Regions from separate parts of the Mus musculus genome. Here region 1 is linked to region 2. The links are chromatin contacts, called in public Hi-C maps. All regions are on one chromosome and are shown on one strand. Each heading gives the region's core, a stretch centred on a gene start, on an enhancer-like site or on the middle of the called end of the contact. The rest is flanking DNA. Distances are from core to core; before and after follow the strand shown. Region 1 holds the start of Chadl (chondroadherin-like). Region 2 overlaps Xpnpep3 (X-prolyl aminopeptidase 3, mitochondrial).

Region 1 (3,904 bases), core at 549-3,048, 250 kb before region 2:
GCCTGGGCTATGTGAGACATTCTTAAAATACACCCAGGCATGCTGGGCAGTGGTGGCGCACGCCCTTAATCCCAGCACTTGGGAGGCAGAGACAGGCAGATTTCTGAGTTCAAGACCAGCCTGGTCTACAGAGTGAGTTCCAGGACAGCCAAGGCTATACAGAGAAACCCTGTCTCAAAAACCTAAATAAATAAATAAACCAACCAACCAACTACGTATCTCAGTGGTGATGGCACATACCTTTTGTCCCAGCACTTCAAAGCTGGAGCCAGAGACAAGAGCCATCTCAGATGCATAGCAACTTTGAATCCACCCAGGATTACACAACACCAGGATTACACAACACTGAAAACTGAAAGCTGCCATGCACCAGAACCACGGGTCTGAAATGTATGTGAGTGTCTGCTGGGATCCAGCTGTGCTGTCTCTTGATGCAGAGTGTCTGTGGGTTGGTTTGTTTTTTAGACAGTGTCACACTATGTAGCTGTGTCTGGTTGTTAGTTCCTGGAACTAAAGGTGTGTACTACCATATCCAGCCTTGGAAGTTTTGAAATATATACATATATATCCTCCAGAGATGCATGCTTAAATACACCTTTTCTTTTTCTTTTTCTTTCTTTTTTTTTTTTTTTCCGAGACAGGGTTTCTCTGTGTAGCCCTGGCTGTCTGGAACTCACTTTGTAGACCAGGCTGGCCTCGAACTCAGAAATCCGCCTGCCTCTGCCTCCCGAATGCTGGGATTAAAGGCCTGTGCCACCACGCCCGGCTACCTTTTATTTTCAGGACAAGGTTTCAGTGATCCCAGGCTGGCCTTTAACTTTCTATGTAGCCAAAGTCTGGCCTTGAATTTCTAACTCCACTAACAGAAAAAAGGGGAGGGGAGAAGAGGAGCTGTAAAAATATCTAAGACAGGACTAGACAGGGGGCTCATTGTAGAGGACCTGGGTTCAAATCCCTCACATGGAGGTTGACATATCTGTGATTCTACTTTGGAGGCTCTGGCGCCCTCTTCTGGTCTCTATGGGTACCAGCCATGCTTCAATGCACTCTACACATATAGACCACTCACATATAAAGTTAAAAAAAAAAAAAAACTAAAAAAATGTAAAATATCTCAGATGAACCGGTAAGTCTGGTATGTTCTTTAACCCTTCTAGTTCCATCTCCTAAGGTGTACACAACCACCTGGTTTACGCCTTAGGTCTGTTTATAGAATGAAACACCATATAATCCATTAGAAAGTGGATATAACGCTAGGCACCAATTTGGATATCCTCAATAATACGTTCACATGAGAAGGAGAATAGTTGCAGGATACAGATTTATGTGTGTGTAGCAGCTTCAGTGTGTGTGAGTGCATAAGCTCACGGAAAGGAAGGAGTTAAGGGCTCCCCTGTGCCTGGGTTCCAGGCTCCTACCTTAACTCCTGCAGCAACCTCCTGAGCTAGCTTTTAACTTTCAGTTGCTGAATAGTTCTTCCTAGGGTCGCGCGGAGTCCACAGGAGCCCAGTGATGCTCACCCACCAAAAGGCTCCTCCAGACACCACCCCCCCCATCTCCATCGCCACCCATGCCCACCGGCCAGTCCAAGGACTCAGGCCTGAGCCACGTTGTTAAGCCTGTGCTGCAATGGCAGCCTGTAACTCCAGCCTCTGCTCCCACCCCCTGCCCACAGGCTGGGGAAGCCCCAGCTCGGCTGGGCTGCTTACAATGCTTCCCATTCAGCTCGGTCCTGGCTGCCAAGCCCATGGGCAAAGGGGGGTGGGTACTGCCGGTGGCCAGGCAAGGACTGTCCCTGGTCTTTCCCTTGTGTGGGGCCTCCAGACAAGGCTGGCAGTTCCAGTCGGCATGGAGAGGTGAGTTTTGGGGCCCAGGGAGTTAGAACTAGATGGCTAGAGAGGGTCAGTTATCTGCTTGTGCCTCTGAGAGGCCAGCTATGGAGCCACGGGATCCTCCTGTACCTGAGGTTCCCCAGAGGTGGCCCCTAAACCAACCCCAGAGGTAGCTGTGCCTGTGCATCCTGTGGGGGTAGTGCTTTGTAGCCTTATGAAGTGGGATCTGTGGCAGTCCTCTTCGCCCTGAACCTTTTTCCTCTTCAGTTATCAGCCTAATAGGCCTCCTTCCTACCCTGACCCTCAAGCCAGAATCTAGAGAAGGCCGTCAGCGCTGAGAAAGGGGTGACTTCTGGGACTAAAAGGAGACAAAGCCAGACAGTAACAATCCTGGGAGCAACTACAGGGAGGTCCGTGGGATCAGGGAAGGCAGCTCAGAACTTACCTGCGACCCAAGCATATACCAGGGGGAGCTGAGTGAATTCGCTGCTGCTCGGTTTGAACAGTGGTGCCACTCAAGGTGTGTGTTGGAGAATCTAGACATTCTTCTTGAGGCACCAGGAATTTGGGACTTTTCACTCACAGGGACAGCGAGACACTAGGGAGGTTTCTGGAAAATTCCCTCTGGCTGTTGGGTGGAACAGGGGTGGGAAGAGGCCAGGAGAGCCATGGTGGCAACAATCATCCCTAAGAAGAAATGGGCAAGTGGCTGGAGTTGCAAGGTGGAGAGATGGACAGGTAGGTGGGTGCATCAATAAATAGACATGAGACCTACCTTGCCACCTCCCCCGTAGTACATAACTCAGGCCCTCAGTTCCCCTGTCACAGGCCAGTCAGCTGTGTGGACTCAGGTAACACGAGGACAAAGGGGAAGCAGGCACAGAGGCTTGGGCTGCCTGCTTTACCGAGACAGCATCTCTCAGGCTCTTCAGCATCTGGACCTCCTAGTCCACCCTAAAACCTGGGCTAGGTCTGGGCCTTCCCTCCTGCTGCCAAACCAGGGCTGATAACAGAAGCTCCTCTTCCCTCCCCCCATATGACGTGAGGGAAGAGAACCAAGCCGTAGCACTTTCCTGTGCCCAGAGAATGAAGGCCTGAGTCCGGAGTGGGCTGTCCTGGGTCAGGGGTTCAGTGCCCACTAGCATTGGTGTTCCCCATGGACAGCAGCACTCTGTCTGTTTCTCTCTGTCTCTCTCTCTCCCCCGCCCCTTCCTCCCTTCTCTCCCAGGCCCCAGAGCTCCATCTGGGTCTTTATGCTGTTGCTGTTCATGGTGTTGCTCCAGAGCCCAGCCTGGCACGTAGCTGCCCAGCGATGCCCACAGACCTGTGTCTGCGACAACTCAAGACGGCATGTTACCTGCCGGCACCAGAACCTCACCGAGGTGCCAAACACCATCCCTGAGGTCAGGAGAGGGAAAATCCTGGCATGGGTTGGCAGTGTGGCAAGAAAGAGTGGCAGGAGCCTGGGCTACACCAATGGCTCTACCACTGGCTGGCTGGTTCCTGCTTCTTGAGCCTGGGTTATCTAGGTCTGAATGGGAAGAAAAATAACCAGTGAGGGCCAAATCCAATGACACACACACCTTTAACCCCAGGACTCAGGAGGCAGAGGCAGGCAGGTCTCTGAGTTCAAGACCAGCCTGGTCTACAGAGTGAGGTCCAAGCTAACCAGACCCAGGTTTACAACAAATAGCAACAACAAAAATAAACTAAACAAGCCAATAGCAGTATAATTTATTTAAAATCCTTTTCGTGTGGCTGAGATACCTAGATGACCTGCAAATAATAATGTATTTGTGTCAGGTCCTGGGGTGAACTGGGGCGGGGGGTGTCTGGATAAGAAACTTTTTTGCCCGGTGGTGTTATGAACTAATGGGTAAGTAAGGCAAGAAGAAACGGATCACAGTAAGGGCTGCTCTGTGGCTAAAGAGACTCGGAAAGATGATGGGGAGAGGCCAAGGCTCGAGTGCCCATGTGGCTCATTCTCCCTTCCCCTCTCCTGTCCCCAGCTGACCCAGAGGCTGGACCTCCAGGGCAATATACTGAAGGTCCTCCCTGCAGCGGCCTTCCAG
Region 2 (3,633 bases), core at 59-2,558:
CCTGGAACTCACTCTGTAGACCAGGCTGTCCTCAAACTCAGAAATTCGCCTGCCTCGGCCTTCTGAGTGCTGGGATTAAAGGCGTGTGCCACCACCGCCCGTCTACACCTACCTTTTTATGTGGATGCTAGGGATCTGAAGTCAGGTCCTCATGCTTGTGTTAGAAAGCACTTTACCCACCTAACCATGTCCATGTCTGGCAAACTGTTACTTCCTCAATCCACACTTACGATACTGCTTTCCACCTCACTGTCAAATGTATTATGCACAGTATAGTATACTGTATAGACCACTGTCAAATGCATTATGCACAGGCTAAGGAATTCCAGTGGATTTGCCTACCACACATCCTCTATTTGATCCCCAGCAAAGGGGTGGGGAGATTGCCTTTTTTTGGGAAAGGAAGAACAGCAATGTTCTATTATCCTTACAATTTATATGTCTTAAAAAGGAAGACACAAAATATGAACCCACACTTAGAATCCTAACTCTTGGTCTGTGGAGATAGGAGGATCAAGAATCCAGAGCCATCCTCAGCTGCTGAGTTCAAGGCAAGCCTGGGTTACACAAGAACTTGTCCCCACCATAAATGCAATAAAAAAGACATACATCTCTCCTGGGTAGCCTACTCTACCCATGTCAAGTTGTAGAGTAGGCAGGACTCTGTGTTTACTGGTATGGATAGTTCTGTTAATTAAAAATTTGTTGGCTTGGTTCAGGGAATTTATAACTTCTTTTCTTTGGTAATAGGAGTCCTGGAAGTGTAAATTTGGAAATGGAGGCTGCCTAATGCTTGTGTGGCTCAGGGTCTGCAACTATAATGGATGTCATACATTTAGGTGTAGACAAAACTGGGCGTTTTGTAAAGTTTCAATAGTGTAACTGAGCCAATAAACAGCCTCCCTTCTGACCTCCAGAACCCCAGCAAAGGATTAGGAGTTAACCCTCTCTCCTTGTTTGTGTTCTTCCCACTCTCTGCCTGTATAGACTTCATCTTGTGTCTGAGTACTGCACTGGCTCTCTAGCAGGCAATGACTCAGAATGTGCTGCCATCTTCTGGCAAAAAGAAGTACTGACTCCCTTTGTTTTAATCCAATCCATGTTAAAGCTAAATCCACTTTACAAAGAATTAGCTTTTCCAAGCAGGGCAAAAACTGAGCAGCATGTTGCTGGCCCTTCTGAAGGACTGGCGTGAGGAGGGAGGTACCTTGAAGGCGCTTTCCTTGCTGGTCTTTGTGATGCCCAGATCCTTAAGCTTCTGTCCTATCAGCGTCAGCATCATGCTGTAGATGTTCTCCAAGCTCGTCCCAGGGGAACACAGAGTCAAACAAGCTCTTTGGATTTCCAGAACAGCTTCATAGAGCTCTGCCTGAGGGGCGGTGAATCTAAGCACAGGAAAACCAAGGAAAGTGAGCTATGTATCCAGTAGTCAGGCCTGGCCGCAGCGTTTTACCAGCCAGCCATCTTGCTGGACCTTCAGTAGTTTCTTAAGGTGGAAGTTTAGACATTACTGACTTAATCATTCCCCCATCCCTTTTTACTTTTTATTTCTTCCTAGTGCTGCAGTTTAAACCCAAAGCCTTGTGTATACTAGGCAAGTACTTACCATTTACCTTTCCAGGTTAAACATTTAAGGTTTATGAACTTCTCAGCTGGGCATAGTGGTATAGGACCCAGTAATCCCAACACTCAGTAGGCTGAGGCAGGACTGTATCTTTAAGGCTGTCCTGGGCTACATGGCATGTTTGCAATAGCTTGGGTTACTTAGTGAGATCCTGCCTGAAAGAAAAGTCACACATTTCCCTTCAGCTTTATTTCCCTATTATCCACACAGAGTATCTCCATTACGACACAGAGTGTCTCCATTACTACACAAAGTATCTCCATTACTACATAGAGTGTCTCCATTACTACAGAGTATCTCCATTACTACACAGAGTGTCTCCATTACTACACAGAGTGTCTCCATTACTACACAGAGTGTCTCCATTACTACACAGAGTGTCTCCATTACTACATAGAGTGTCTCCATTACTACAGAGTATCTCCATTACTACACAGAGCGTCTCCATTACTACACAGAGTGTCTCCATTACTACACAGAGTGTCTCCATTACTACATAGAGTGTCTCCATTACTACAGAGTATCTCCATTACTACACAGTGTCTCCATTACTACACAGAGTATCTCCATTACTACATAGAGTGTCTCCATTACTACAGAGTGTCTCCATTACTACAGTGTCTCCATTACTACACAGAGTGTCTCCATTACTACATAGAGTGTCTCCATTACTACAGAGTATCTCCATTACTACACAGAGTGTCTCCATTACTACACAGAATATGTCCATTACTACACAGAGTGTCTCCATTACTACACAGAGTGTCTCCATTACTACAGAGTATCTCCATTACTACACAGAGTGTCTCCATTACTACACAGAATATGTCCATTACTACACAGAGTATGTCCATTATTACACAGAGTATCTCCATTACTAGTCCATCCCAGACACACTGTAATTTACTTTGCTGATGCCTTTTTGCTACTTTGTCTTTTTTTTTGTTTTTTGTTTTATTTTGTTTTATTTTTTTGGTTTTTTGAGACAGGGTTTCTCTGTGTAGCCCTGGCTGTCCTGGAACTCACTCTGTAGACCAGGCTGGCTTCAAACTCAGAAATCCACCTGCCTCTGCCTCCCGGGTGCTGGGATTAAAGGCATGCACCACCACGACTGGCTGGTTCTGATCATTTTAAAATTAGAACCTCAGAATGTAGCCCAGGCTGGCCTTGAACTCTTTAAAAACAATATATAGTCTATTGTGATTGCTGAGATCCAAAAGGCAGTCATATGACACAGTATTATGTGCAGTAACTGTGAAAGCAGGGGAGCAGGGTGGTGGGAGGATATAGGGGACTTTCAGGATAGCATGAAATGTAAATGAAGAAAAATATCTAATAAAAAAAAGTGCGGGCTGGTGAAATGGCTCAGTGGGTAAGAGCACCCGACTGCTCTTCTGAAGGTCCGAAGTTCAAATCCCAGCAACCACATGGTGGCTCACAACCATCTGTAACATGATCTGACGCCCTCTTCTGGAGTGTCTGAAGACAGCTACAGTGTACTTACATATAATAAATAAATAAATCTTTTAAAAAAAAAAAGTGCAGTAACTGCAGAGCCATCATTAAGCCCCTGGGCGTTAACTCTTTATCAAGTTAAAGTCTTCAGCTTCTCAACTGCACAACAGGGGTCCTCTGGAAGAAAAAGCAAGAACTCTTAATCTCTGAGACATCTCTCTAGCTCTATTTGGAGATTTGAAAATATATTTTGTCACTGGGCATGATGGCTCATGGCTTTAATTGCTGCAGGCCAGAGGCAGAGGTAGATAGATCTCTGAGTTCAAGGCAGCCTGGTCTACAAAGTGAGTTCTAGAAAAGTCAAGGCTACACAGAGAAACCCTGTCTTGAAAAACAGATTTAGGTCCTGGAACTCATTGTGTAGACTGGGCTGGCCTCAAATTCAGAGATCTACCTACCTCTGCTCTGGAGTGCTGGGATTAAAGGCCTGTACCACAGCCACCTGGCACAAAAAACATTTTAAATAAAAACCCTTAAGCTTATGAAAATAAAAA

What was found. Hi-C and Micro-C count contacts between places; a contact is called where the count stands out from the background.
Region 1: a contact with region 2 is called in a Hi-C map of bone marrow-derived macrophages, with 39 read pairs. The contact joins the promoter of Chadl here to the enhancer-like site in region 2. A contact is called at or near these places in 11 of 39 promoter capture datasets (the 3T3-L1 cell line, the C10 cell line, embryonic stem cells and 7 more), 3 of 15 datasets of contacts at CTCF or cohesin (embryonic stem cells, large pre-B cells and pro-B cells), 16 of 484 Hi-C or Micro-C datasets (B cells, Th1 cells, bone marrow-derived macrophages and 8 more), 10 of 115 datasets of contacts at active chromatin or transcription factors (the 230-238 cell line, bone marrow-derived macrophages, embryonic midbrain and 4 more) and 5 of 9 other capture datasets (adipose tissue, embryonic stem cells, liver and 2 more).

Annotation. Positions count from the first base shown.
Region 1 is chr15:81,695,181-81,699,084 of GRCm38.p6, reverse strand. It overlaps Chadl (chondroadherin-like), which reads left to right and starts at 1,798. Exons shown (of 6, transcript NM_001164320.1): 1 at 1,798-1,856; 2 at 3,061-3,235; 3 at 3,842-3,904. The coding sequence starts at 1,849.
Region 2 is chr15:81,446,071-81,449,703 of GRCm38.p6, reverse strand. Xpnpep3 (X-prolyl aminopeptidase 3, mitochondrial) reads right to left here. Exons shown (of 10, transcript NM_001347075.1): 8 at 1,208-1,385. Among named protein-coding and RNA genes, the nearest start is that of Rbx1, 18 kb to the left of the region's middle. Within about 2 kb of position 1,308, at least 16 of the 459 cell types and tissues checked have an H3K27ac peak or open chromatin away from gene starts, as enhancers often do. A contact at or near this core is called in bone marrow-derived macrophages, where this site is marked.